Linked DNA regions of Mus musculus: regions 1, 2 and 3 are each linked to region 4. The links are chromatin contacts, called in public Hi-C, HiCAR-type and promoter capture Hi-C maps. All regions are on one chromosome and are shown on one strand. Each heading gives the region's core, a stretch centred on a gene start, on an enhancer-like site or on the middle of the called end of the contact. The rest is flanking DNA. Distances are from core to core; before and after follow the strand shown.

What was found. Promoter capture Hi-C pulls out the DNA fragments that hold promoters and counts their contacts. Hi-C and Micro-C count contacts between places; a contact is called where the count stands out from the background. HiCAR-type assays count read pairs that join an accessible place to other places.
Region 1: a HiCAR-type map of kidney shows a contact between it and region 4, with 4 times the contacts expected there. The contact joins two enhancer-like sites. A contact is called at or near these places in 2 of 39 promoter capture datasets (cranial neural crest and liver), 2 of 484 Hi-C or Micro-C datasets (bone marrow-derived macrophages and nephron progenitors), 5 of 115 datasets of contacts at active chromatin or transcription factors (the NIH/3T3 cell line, cardiomyocytes, fibro-adipogenic progenitors and 2 more) and 1 of 9 other capture datasets (embryonic stem cells).
Region 2: a Hi-C map of uterus shows a contact between it and region 4, with 4 times the contacts expected there. The contact joins two enhancer-like sites. A contact is called at or near these places in 2 of 39 promoter capture datasets (cranial neural crest and liver), 3 of 484 Hi-C or Micro-C datasets (bone marrow-derived macrophages, nephron progenitors and uterus), 1 of 115 datasets of contacts at active chromatin or transcription factors (cardiomyocytes) and 1 of 9 other capture datasets (embryonic stem cells).
Region 3: a promoter capture Hi-C map of liver shows a contact between it and region 4. The contact joins two enhancer-like sites. A contact is called at or near these places in 3 of 39 promoter capture datasets (the C10 cell line, hippocampal neurons and liver), 2 of 484 Hi-C or Micro-C datasets (cardiomyocytes and nephron progenitors) and 5 of 115 datasets of contacts at active chromatin or transcription factors (astrocytes, bone marrow-derived dendritic cells, bone marrow-derived macrophages and 2 more).

What each region holds. Positions count from the first base shown.
Region 1 is chr3:27,489,509-27,492,464 of GRCm38.p6, forward strand. Fndc3b (fibronectin type III domain containing 3B) reads right to left here. Exons shown (of 26, transcript NM_173182.3): 10 at 1,517-1,655. Among named protein-coding and RNA genes, the nearest start is that of Gm32738, 8.5 kb to the left of the region's middle. Within about 2 kb of position 1,548, at least 15 of the 459 cell types and tissues checked have an H3K27ac peak or open chromatin away from gene starts, as enhancers often do. A contact at or near this core is called in kidney and liver, where this site is marked.
Region 2 is chr3:27,517,484-27,520,419 of GRCm38.p6, forward strand. The region is part of intron 6 of Fndc3b (fibronectin type III domain containing 3B); the gene reads right to left. Among named protein-coding and RNA genes, the nearest start is that of Gm32738, 36 kb to the left of the region's middle. Within about 2 kb of position 1,673, at least 17 of the 459 cell types and tissues checked have an H3K27ac peak or open chromatin away from gene starts, as enhancers often do. A contact at or near this core is called in uterus, where this site is marked.
Region 3 is chr3:27,556,289-27,558,988 of GRCm38.p6, forward strand. The region is part of intron 3 of Fndc3b (fibronectin type III domain containing 3B); the gene reads right to left. Among named protein-coding and RNA genes, the nearest start is that of Mir3092, 27 kb to the right of the region's middle. Within about 2 kb of position 1,298, at least 8 of the 459 cell types and tissues checked have an H3K27ac peak or open chromatin away from gene starts, as enhancers often do. A contact at or near this core is called in liver, where this site is marked.
Region 4 is chr3:27,862,034-27,864,910 of GRCm38.p6, forward strand. No RefSeq gene overlaps it. Among named protein-coding and RNA genes, the nearest start is that of Gm26040, 4.6 kb to the right of the region's middle. Within about 2 kb of position 1,463, at least 169 of the 459 cell types and tissues checked have an H3K27ac peak or open chromatin away from gene starts, as enhancers often do. A contact at or near this core is called in kidney, liver and uterus, where this site is marked.

The DNA of each region.
Region 1 (2,956 bases), core at 298-2,797, 370 kb before region 4:
TGAAAAGAGCTACATGAACCACAGCTCATGACTGGCTGTCCTTCATTAGCCGGCCTGGGAATAGCTTGCCCACTGCCATTCTCACAATCCCCAGGGTGGGATCTTTGGGTCATGGTCTTCTCCCATGTCATTGCTGACTCACAGGACCCCAGACGTTCTCTGGCTCTCAGTTTTCTGTGGAGCCCAGAACAGACAGCTGCCAGAGACAGTCTCTGGTGCGCATGCCTTTACACAGTTCCCTGGGAGTACATTTAAATAGAAGTTGGGCTGAATCCAGGAGCATAGTTATGTTTTCAGACAACTGAATGGAACAAGAAGGTATCTCTGTTTCCGAGTGACCTCTCTGGAAGCTGCTGGTCCCCCTGAGACCCGAATGCCACCCAAGCAGAGAGCATAGACATTTCAGTGATTCCCAACTTTAAGTTTGTAAGACCCCGGGGTCCCTCTGGTAATCTTCCGATTTCTTGTATTTTATCAAAAGCAATAGATTTTAGTTCTTCCCTTTGGAGAAGCTAGGTTTATATTAGCGTCGGTGAGCGTCTTTTTAAATGGATGCACATTTGCTGAGGCACTGAGCAACGGTGATGACCAGTCGGGTGCTAAAACTCTGAAAAGGTCACTGACCTGTGTTATCCCTGGCAGCCGGGAAGGAAAATAAAAAAGTTCAGATTCTAAGCCGGTTCAACCTTTTTCCTCTGCCCCACTAACACAGTCAATGTCAGCCACTGACTCTGAGCACACGGCCACCCAGCAGGGTGCGGAGAAGCCTGGCTACGCTGCTCCTCTCTCCCAAGCCCCCTCACCCCTCCACACTCCGGAACCATAAGCCTCCGGCACCTCCATCTATCTATCTGACGCGCTCTAACTACATTTTAAGATATCAAGACACAGAAATAATAAGGGTTGTAAAGGGTGATAATGAGCATCTATTTCCGTGAGAACAGCAACCGGTGAATAACAGGTTAAAGGCAGAGCCCACCCTAGGACCACGCTAGACGATGGTTATTTTTAGACAGTATACTGAAGCACTACATAGAGTTCAGGCTGTTAAAAATAGGAATCCTGATTGAGCTAATGACTAATTAGTGAAAATTAATGAAACCTTAATAGAGTATAGGACACAATATATTCTGGGACGCTTTAACTATATTTCAGCTTAGGACGAATGCAAAAGAACTCAATCCTACTTTATCTCTAAAGCTTCAAACTGCATTCTGAAGTTTACAAAATTTGTAAAAATGCACTAAAGTAGTAGAAAATGGAGGTGTTTTAAGTATTTCTATCACTTGTGATACATCAGGAGATACATTTACCAAGGTCCTGAGAAGGTGCCCACTCCGGACCTGGCAGACCCTTCCTTCTACCTTTTCCGCTTGGCTTGTATGGCAACTTCTGATGCATCCTAACCAGGTTCACACAGTGATTACACAGGAAGCCACACCCCATTGCAAAACGGAATATTTGAAAGGGCCACTGCCTGCCGTGAACATTATTTTTGGCACTTTGAACTACCCACCTTCCACTGCAGGGTAAGTGAACTTTTGCTCCTGTGTGCCAGCTTGGGAGGGAAGGGACATTCTGGTGCGCAGCTATGGGTGGTGAAGCTGACTGGCTCGGAGCAGGATCCCTTGACAGAATTGTACACGGCATATACCCTGCAAAGGAAACAGACAGACAGGGTGAGCATCGACACCTGAGACCCGAAAACAAGCTTCTGATCTCTGCCTCATCCACAGGCTTCACGGCTGAGCCAAGCGCCTTACCCAAGAGCACTCTGTGGCCTTGCCCTGACCTAGCCCTGGGCAACTACAGGGACAACCATCTCATTAGGTATTCCGTTCAGTGAGTCCCTCTCAGTCCCACTGCAATGGAGGTAACTCTGCTGACTGGAGAAGAATGTTCTACATAAGAAAGTGACCTTCAGTCCCTGAATAGCTTCCATACATACATTCTAAAAACCAACAAGCTTGACTTGGCCGTCTAGGAAGGCTTAAGTAGTACAGTAGTGGGTGTGAGTGGGTGTGAGTGAAACGTGACATTGCGTACTGACCGGAGCGCATAGGCTGCAGAGAACGTACAGAGGAACAAGGCGATAGGTGAAAGACACCTCAGAACTGCTCAGGCATGGTGTACACTGAGCTAAAAATACAGGTGCTCTACCCTAGAAACCTGCTGGCTACTGCCAAATGCATCTCTCTCCAATTCAACAAAGCCAGGGTTCCCACACAGTGCATGTACACGCCTACTTAATGTCCAGACGCAGCACCAAGATTAATGCTTTTCTCTCTGCACTCTGAAGCACTTGGCTCAGCATCCACATGTGCCTGACTGTAGGGTCAAAAAACAAAAAACAAAACCAAAAGGCAACAGGAGAATGCGTCCTGTATTTGTGTCACCTGCCCTGGGGAGGACATCATAGCGTGAGGCAAATGAATGATACTGATTGTGACGATGCTCCTGCCCAGCCCAGCCGGGCAGAGCAAAGGCTGCCTGCCCTGTGCACACAGTTGAGGAGGGATGTGAAGGGCCAAACGGGCATGGCAGTGATCCAGCAAGATCACTGCTGTGTCAGGATAGACTCAAATGAACCGTACTTTGTTCTAGACAGGGTCAGGCTCTAGCTTACATTTTATTATATTAGAATTCCCCAGCTGAAGTCTTAATGGTTGTACTTAGACCAGGATACATGTGTGCTGTTGGAAAGGGACCTGGTGTCTTTAAATACAAGAGCCACTTACACATTTTAGGATGAGACTAAGATCACCACAAAGGGGGACAATGAGATCCTGAGCACAGCAGTGCATGCCTCTGATTCTGTCTCGGGGCAATCTGAGTTTGAAGGTGCCTGGGCTATTGTCTTAGTGATGTTCCTTGTCAACTTAGCACAAGCTGGAGCCATTTGAGAAGAGGGAGGGAGCCTCCGAGAGAAAATCCTACCATCAGACTATGGGCACTG
Region 2 (2,936 bases), core at 423-2,922, 340 kb before region 4:
CACAAACACACACACATACAAACACATGCACTCACACACATACAGACACACATACACTCATACACACACACTCACAGACACATTCACATAGACACACACAGACATACACACACACACACACACTCATACATATCAACACATACACTTATACACACAGACACACAGACATACACACACAGACACACAAACACAGAGATACACACACACTCTCTTTCTCTCCATGCTTGGTACTGTTCGGCCCCTCGCCGTTTCCCACAGTGAACACCTCAACCTGCATTACTAACATAACTGTAGTGTTTTTACGGTGGTACACAGTTTTCTGCTGCTACAGAAACAATGGCAACATTATGGAAAGCAGACTGCTCATTTCCACTTCCCCTCTTTACCTTGTAAATATCAAGTTAGCACATCGTTAGGTTGCATTATGTCAGAATGCTTGATTCTAAAATTTTGTTTGAGCTGCTGACTTGAAAATGATTTTCAGCTTGGGATAAAAACAGAATACCTACAATTTCTAAAAAGGTCCTAAATATATTTCTGCCATTCTTTACTAAGTATTTATGCAAAGCACTGATCTCAGCATTGATTATAAGAAAATTAAAATACTGATTAGCTGTGAAAAATGAAGATATCCTGTATCCCACAATACTAGTCATCAAAATTTGATTTTATATGAAAATTAAAAACCTACCTGTCTCATTAGCATCCAAACATAATTTTATTATTATTAAATGGTAAAATCATGTTTCCTAAGAATCATGCTAATATTGTTTATAGTTTGTTATTATTGGATACATTTGATTTGTAAATCTAGCTTACATACCTGAGGCTAGACAACAATGTCTCAGGAGAAAAGGGACCAAAGGCTAGGAAGCTCCCCACTCTAGAGAAGAGCCTGGACCAGCTGGAGCGAAGGCTCAGTGGTTATAAGTACTTACTGCTCTTTCAAAGGGCGTGAGTGCAATTCCCAGCATTGACATGGAAGCTTACAACTATCTGGGACTCCAGTTCTAGAGATATGACACACTCACAGGGACACGCACTCCAGCAGAACACCAATGCACATTAAATAAAAATAAATAAACCATTAAAAAAAGAGAGAATATTCTGGTAAGACTGGAGCATTAAACTAGAGAGGTTATGTGTGTGTACACATACATATGAATCATACATATATAATCTCCTTATATACTGTACATGACACTGTGTTATATGGGAATACTTTCATGTAAATATACTACAGGTTGAACATGTTTTTAACTGGCAATAACGAGTCACACTTTAGAAAGTTAATTTAGAATGCAGAGTGGTTCCAAGAGGCTAAAATATTGGCTAGCTTTGGTCTTGAGCTGTTTTCCAGCTTTCCTATGCCACAGTGGTTGTGTTATGCATCCAAACTACACATCTACAAAGATCCAAGAAGTGACACTTTTACACTATTTAACAACTGGGAACTCAACCAAAGTCAAAAATTGGGACCTATGAAATAGGTGCCTTCTGTCAGTGTGAACTGTCCTGCCTGCCTGTCCCTCTCTTCCTTTGTGCATGTGACACATGGGTGGTGCCTCTACGCTCTAAGAGGGCAGCCCTCAGCCTGCAATCTTGGCATGTGCACAGCTTCACCGCCTCCGGTCAGAGGTGCCAATTCATCAATGTTTTCCTAGTCCAGCCTCTCAATGGTCCACCTGACTCTGCTACGGATTCAAGTGAGAGCGTTGGCATATGACCCAGCAGTAGGTTCAGTACAGACTCATCAAAGCGGGAGGGAGGAAGTCCCGGTTTGCTTACACTGTTCTATTGCGTTCAGTTACAGAAGCCCAACCTAGAAATTCGCAGAAAAGCTATTGAAGCTTATCTCATAAGCTGGGTGCCAAAGAGACCATTGCCTGGGATAATTCTACAGAGCATTTGTACCAATGTGCTGGAAACACAAGATTCTCCCCTTTCATGCATAGAAATATGGCATTTGAGATGGCTAGAGGCTAGCGCACGCACTCAGTACTGGGCAATAATTGCACACCAGAATGTTTTTGCAGCCGACTGTGGCTTGAGAGAAAAAGTGCATACTGGTTCCAACAGAACCGAAACTTGGTCGGCCCATAAACTGTAGCCATTTGGAGTGTTACTCCGCCCGACATGTCTGAGTGTTCTCTTCTGTAACAGTGAGCACAGAGTGTACAAGAACTGTGGAACTTATCAATGAGCCCAGCTGTTTTCCTACACTTTCAGACACTTCACATTTGTAGAAGACAGCAGCTGTTTCTCTGAAGTCTTCCAGCAAAGACAAAGAAGGGACCAACCATGTAGCAGATACTGATTCTGTTCTTAAGGAAAGCACCAACCAATCAAAACATGAATTACTCTGTACTAGTTGGACGGCATCCTAACTTGACCTCAGCAGCCACTAGGCAGAAGTGGTTTTCTGTGGAGAAAACAGAAATCTACCATTACAGTTGACTCAGGCTTATGTTTTTGAGGACGCAAGTAGTTGCTCTGTGCTTACTCAAAGGCCCCCATGTTATCACAGGGCAGAACCCAGAGGTCCATGTGGAAGTGGGGTAACCCCTGGGGGAAGCAAGGTGCATAGGGAGAAAGGTGCCTGCAGTGGCGACGGGAAGGCACTGCGGTGACTTGTGTGTGCAGCAGTGCTCTTATCAGATGTGGACACACAGCTGAAGTGAGGGATGGGGAACAGCATTCAGTCACAATAAACTGAACAGTCTAGGGTGCTGGGAGCCTAGTCTTGCAAACTTGAATTATGCATGCCTTCATCTTGGATGAAGTGTAAAAGTCTTATTTTCACTTTCCTAGCTTTGGTAGGATAAGCCTGTCATTAAGAGGTGGCTATCAAGTTGAGCAGGAAACTCCGATTGTAATGGTGCCACTTAAATAAAGACCTATTAAGATGTACCACATCCAGCAATTAGAAGCTCACA
Region 3 (2,700 bases), core at 48-2,547, 310 kb before region 4:
CAATAATTGCCACGACAGCCTGAAACCATGGCTGGCGTAATTTCCTGGCTATGCAACGCAAGGAAACAAACAAAACATACACAAAAGCAGCAACAACAAGGCTATAATCATCTCTATTAATACTTAACAACTCCCTAAGGCCACGAATTCCATGAACCAAGCTATTCTTCTAAAGCCAACCTGATAGAATGGAACAAAAGCTTTTTTTCCCCTTCCTGACCGTAAAACATGTGTTAGAAAAGCTCAAATCTCTTCCTAACAAATTACATTTCTACTTTTTATTTTTAAAATGTATTATGATTAATATAGATAAACAAATTTTGAAGTAAACATTCTTGAGGTTCAAAAAGTCTTCAGAGGCTTTGGATTTAGGGTTTATGTGATTTTTATTTTCAATAACTCATTATAAACTACCATTAATGTGAAAGGTACAAAATCTTTTAAATGCCCCAAAACAGCTGGACTCAGTTATGCAGTCCTGTAATCCCAGTAAGCTGAGCAGCTAAGACTGGAAAATCACAAGTTCAAGCCTGCTGGGGCATCTTTACAAAACCCTACTTCAAAATGAAAAGTTGGGGTGCTTTTAAAATTCTTGAGTATAGCTCAGTGGTGAAATACTTGTTTGATACATGGAAGATCCTAGATTTAATCCCCAATATCAGAAATAAACAATAACAAAGTCCACCAGCTGCTTGGTTTGTCTCTCATTAAGCAGAGAGAAAAACAGATCAGCTTCTAAAATCAAGCAACATTATGAGTATTCATGCTAAGTTGATTTCTACTTTTCAAAGAAAACATCACACTAACAGGAGTTAATTTAATGAATGGTTCCTTGTTGTAGCTGTCTGCTCCTGTCCCTTTTGGAGACAAGGTCTTGTGTAGCCCAGGCTAGTCTAGAACTCCCACCATGGCCAGTTTTATGTAATAATGGGGATCCTACAAGGGTGCTGTGCATGCTATTTAAGCATTCTATCAATGAATGCTAACCATATGATTAAGGCAAGTTAATGAGTGGCAAGGTTAACAGTTACCTAAGATGTAGTTTGGGTTAATATTTCATCACAAACTAATTGTCATACACCAAAAAGAGGTTGACATTCTTCCAAGGATTCTACAGTCCAACAATTTCCCTACAAGTGAAGTAAGAAGAACTTACTTTCCCTGGCTAGCTCTCATGTGGAGTTAGCAACCCACCCCCAAATGTCAACCCAAAGGGATGGCTTTCACTGAGGTCAGCTTCCAGGCCCCAGACACTGTGTGGTTTGTTTGCTTTCTCCTGTTGGGAATTGTGCTGCCAGCAGTGAACACTGCCCTGCGGGAACAAAACCCAGATTCTGTCTCCTAGTCACTGCATTTACAGGTAAGCACAATGCAGCTTTCACACCAAGGTGTTGTGACCATGACAGGAGAGGATACAGTAGGGTGGAAAGGACTGGCATGAGCAGGGAAAGAGCAGAGGGCAGGAAGGGTGCAGTATATAAAGGAAGGTTCCAGATGAGAGCTCATTGCAAGTTGAAGGATAACATATCTCGTCACTGAACTCTTTGAGCATCTCTACACTCACAAACCCAGGCGTCTCATGTGCCTGTAAGCAAAAGCAAACAGAGTGTGACATGCATCAACGCTCAGTGGTGGAGCACAACAGGGCTTTGCATTTTTAAGATCCTGAGTTTGATTTTTACCATGTTCCTCTTACCAAAGCAATGGATGGTTACATGGCGCCAATTTATTTTTAAGTAGAATTGAAACTATATGCCAACCAATAAAGTGTTGGTTTCCAAGTTCATGTTCCACATCACCTTCAGCATCTTTAGTACAGCCACCAAAACATACAGACATTTCCTTTATATCTTTATTTGAATTGATTCACTTAAGAAGAATTGTACTAGCTTTGAAATCCAAAAATCAATGCACTTGGCTTAACAGAACAGGAGCTGGGAGCGTGTTCTCCCCCTGGTCTCGAACCTCAGTGTGCCCTTGAACAACGACCTCATTTAGCCTCTCTGAGCCTCACTTCTCAACAGTTGTAAGTGGAAATAAAAATACCTACCGTAAACATTGAGTTCACTAACACCTGCAAGAGTTGCGTGTGCCTAATGAGCACACATCTCGCCATTATTTACAAATGTTTTTGATAATTTAATATTTTATTTTTATTTTATGTGTATAGATGTTTTGCCTCAGAAATAATATGATGTCTGTGTATCATGTGTACACAAGGAGGGCAGAAGAGAATCCAATCTATGACTGATGTTACAGGTGGTTGTTAGCTATCATGTAGATAATTGGACTTGAACCCAGGTCCTCTGGAAGAGCAGCCAGTGCTCTTAACCACTGAGCCACCTCTCCAGCCCCAGTGCTCTCCTTGACTGCAATTTGTTGCATTCTCTCTTTTGTTATAATTACGCTGTATGGGATAAGTTTTTAAAATATCATGTGCTCTTATAATGTATAAGGCCAACTAGTGTATACAACATATACTATTTACTTACTGGGCAACTTTTCCTTAACACACAAAATATCAAGTATTTCATAGTACAGGGCGTCTATAAAATTTGGCTTTTTAAATTACCAAACTGTATATCGAGCAAATAGTCTCTTAATCCCAAGTATTGTCCTAAAAACTGTTAAAGCCATTTGTGTAAAATGTTTTAGGGAGTGTAGGGCAAGCAAGTGACTTCCAGCTAGAAGCGTTTTCTT
Region 4 (2,877 bases), core at 213-2,712:
CAGATTTTTCACATTTAAATTTCTGGGTCTACCCCACAAGGAGAATATCTACAAACTCACAGAGCTTCTTAGGAAAGTGTTATCATCTACTCCAACCTGTGTCCTAGGACAAGGCCTTTATAGCTGCTCCCGCTGCTTTGAAACAGTCTTTCTAAGAAGGAAGAGGAGGAGTGGGGGGAGGAGGAGGAGGGGAGCTAAAGAAACTCACAGGAAAGTTCTATGTCTCTCGAGGACCACACAAGTTCGTAGCTGACTCCCCACACCTTCTAGTGCTTATGTGAGTGTATGGGTGCTGGGGAGAGTAGACCCTTCCACGGAGATGCCAGCAAGTTGTACAGAGACTGGTAGAGTTCTGTTTCTTTGGTCTGCTATTACCCTCTCTGCCCAGGTGAATAGGCCTTTCTGTGCATGTCTCCAGAAAAGTCAGGACAGCAGAGTCATAAGACATTTGTTTCAGTCAGAAAAGGGCAGATGTAGCTCTGCCTAGGGATTGGCAGTTGGACACTGAAGCAAGGTTTAAATCCTCCTCCTTCCCCTTGGACCAGCCACAAGACAGTCAATAAATAGTAGTGAACCCTGACCTAGGTCTAGGGAGAGTCTACCATTCACTTCCCAGACTCCCCACTCCTGTTCTCCAGACTCTCCCCTCTCATTCTTCCCTCCACCTCCCTCTCCCTCCCCCCAACCCCCAATCCCTGTTACCCTCTCTTCCAAGGTGCTCTAGCCAAGGATATTAACAAAGAGGCAGGAGCTGAGCTAGGCAGGCCCTTCCTCTGCAGATTCTGGGACTTGCTGTGGCTGTCAGGCTTCTCTACTGTTGTGATTGTTTTTGTTTTTGTTTTCTTCCTTCATGGAACTGGATCGCTGCTCTGGTGTCATTTGCTTCATTGCATTGCAAGAAAATGATGTCATACTGTGGGGCCCTGGTCCATTTCCCAGCTTCTAACCTAAGTCTCCTGACCTTTCTCATCTGCCTGCTCTTGGAGAAAATGAAACACATTGAAGCATACAGGTCAGCAAACCTCAGGAAGGCCTCTGCGCCTCCAGGATGGGCAGGAACGTTAATGACCCCCACACAGCCTTATCTGGTTGTCACATGGCAAGGACCCCCTGCCTGAAAAATGGGGGAAGGAATGGCTTCGGGTTGTGCTTGCAGTTTCCTGGCAGAAGCCTTTCTTCCCTTACGGTGGCTTTAATTACTAGTGTCGGTGTTCAGTGTAATTCTGGCTCCTCCCATGGTTTCTGCTCTTTGTACTAAAGTCTGTCCGAAAACTTAAATCTTACACGCTGCACTTGTGTCTTCTTGTCTGAGGACCGGTGAGCCCTCAGCATGAGTGACATTATGGAATTACTTCCTGGCATGTCAAAGGCTGAAACTGCCCCGTCTTTCAGGATTGTGGAGAGCCAGGCTTGGACTGGATCGCTGCTCTGGTGTAAGTTTTCCTCTGCCAGGAAACCAGTGCTTGCGCATCATTTGCATACAGCCAATGAGAGCCATCTACTGTTCAGAGGAGGTTTTGGAGCTTGTATGACGACATCCTGGAAAAATCTCAGCTGGGGAAAGGCGACTTTTCCCCCCTCTCCCTAAGCCCCATCTTAAATAGTTTCCTTCCCACAGCCCATATGTCCACATTCAAAGTAAGAAACCCAGCCCATTCTCCTGCCCCGGCCCCTGTCCCTAGCTCAGGAATCTCGACAGCCACACAAAACTGGAAATTGGCTGTTTAAAACGAAGGTGCCATATTCGTTCCAGTCTGTAAACTAGACATTTTTTGGCACACAGCGCTGAAGAATTAACCCTTTGATTTCTCCCAGACAAGGGCACAGTAAAATGCCTGTTCTTTTCTTTGTGACCAGAATGGCAAACACCAACCTGTTGCAGTTCTTAACATCGTGAATGGGGTTCTGGTTAACCTAAGGCATATACGATTGTGCTATTTCACATAATTCCGCGAAAACTGGATAATGTTCAGGTTTCTGAAACTGTACACATTTCCCCCAGATTTTCTTCCCTCAGTTCTAGAAAGCAACTATTGGACTGTCCATGTCTTTGAGGGTGTGGTAGCACCCAGAGATCTGGCTTGTTGGTAAAATGTCTGAAGGTCAGCTTTAATTATTTCAGCACTGAGTGGGACACAAGAAAGCAAGATGTAGGTGCATGAATAAGCAGGGTGCCCCATACTGAGGGGAGAGCTTAAATGTTATTAACTCGGACATTATACTAACAAGTCCCTACGTGTGCAATCACCAGACCACGGCTAGAAATCTTATCGTTCCATTACGGGGCAGATAACAGTGTGGTGATCGAAGACCCGGGGCCTGGGAGACTTGCACTGGATTGCTAGATAGCAATGTTTCAGCCCTGTGCCCTTGAAGAAGTCACGAAGCCTCTCCCAATCACAGATATCAGATCTGCAAAATGAAGGTGTTTATGTCTTATGTCTGAAGTGTTATGTCTAAAGTGTTTACTCTGAATGTGTCCGTTTTCAGATGAGTGGGATCCATACTGACTGATGTTTGAAGACATGTACTAAGTGTGTGGAACGAAGCTCGAAGCCTTGAACTCTTACATGATGCGTCTGTGTGATGTGTACAGGTGTGCATGCACCACACTGCATGCGTGAAGTCAGAGGACCAAGTTGTGGAGTCAGTTCTCTCCCTCCCCATCAAATGGGTTCAACAGAACTGATCACAGACCTGGCTGTTAGAGTCCAAGCTGCACCACCGGGCTTTTTGTTATACGTTGAATCCCATTGATTCTTTCAGCAAGACTGAGTTAGCAATTCTGATGATCCCTATTTGACTAGGAGGAAATTGAAGTCTGTCTTAAAATGGAAGAGGAGGAAGCTTCCCTGCTGATTTGAAAGCCCAGTTGAG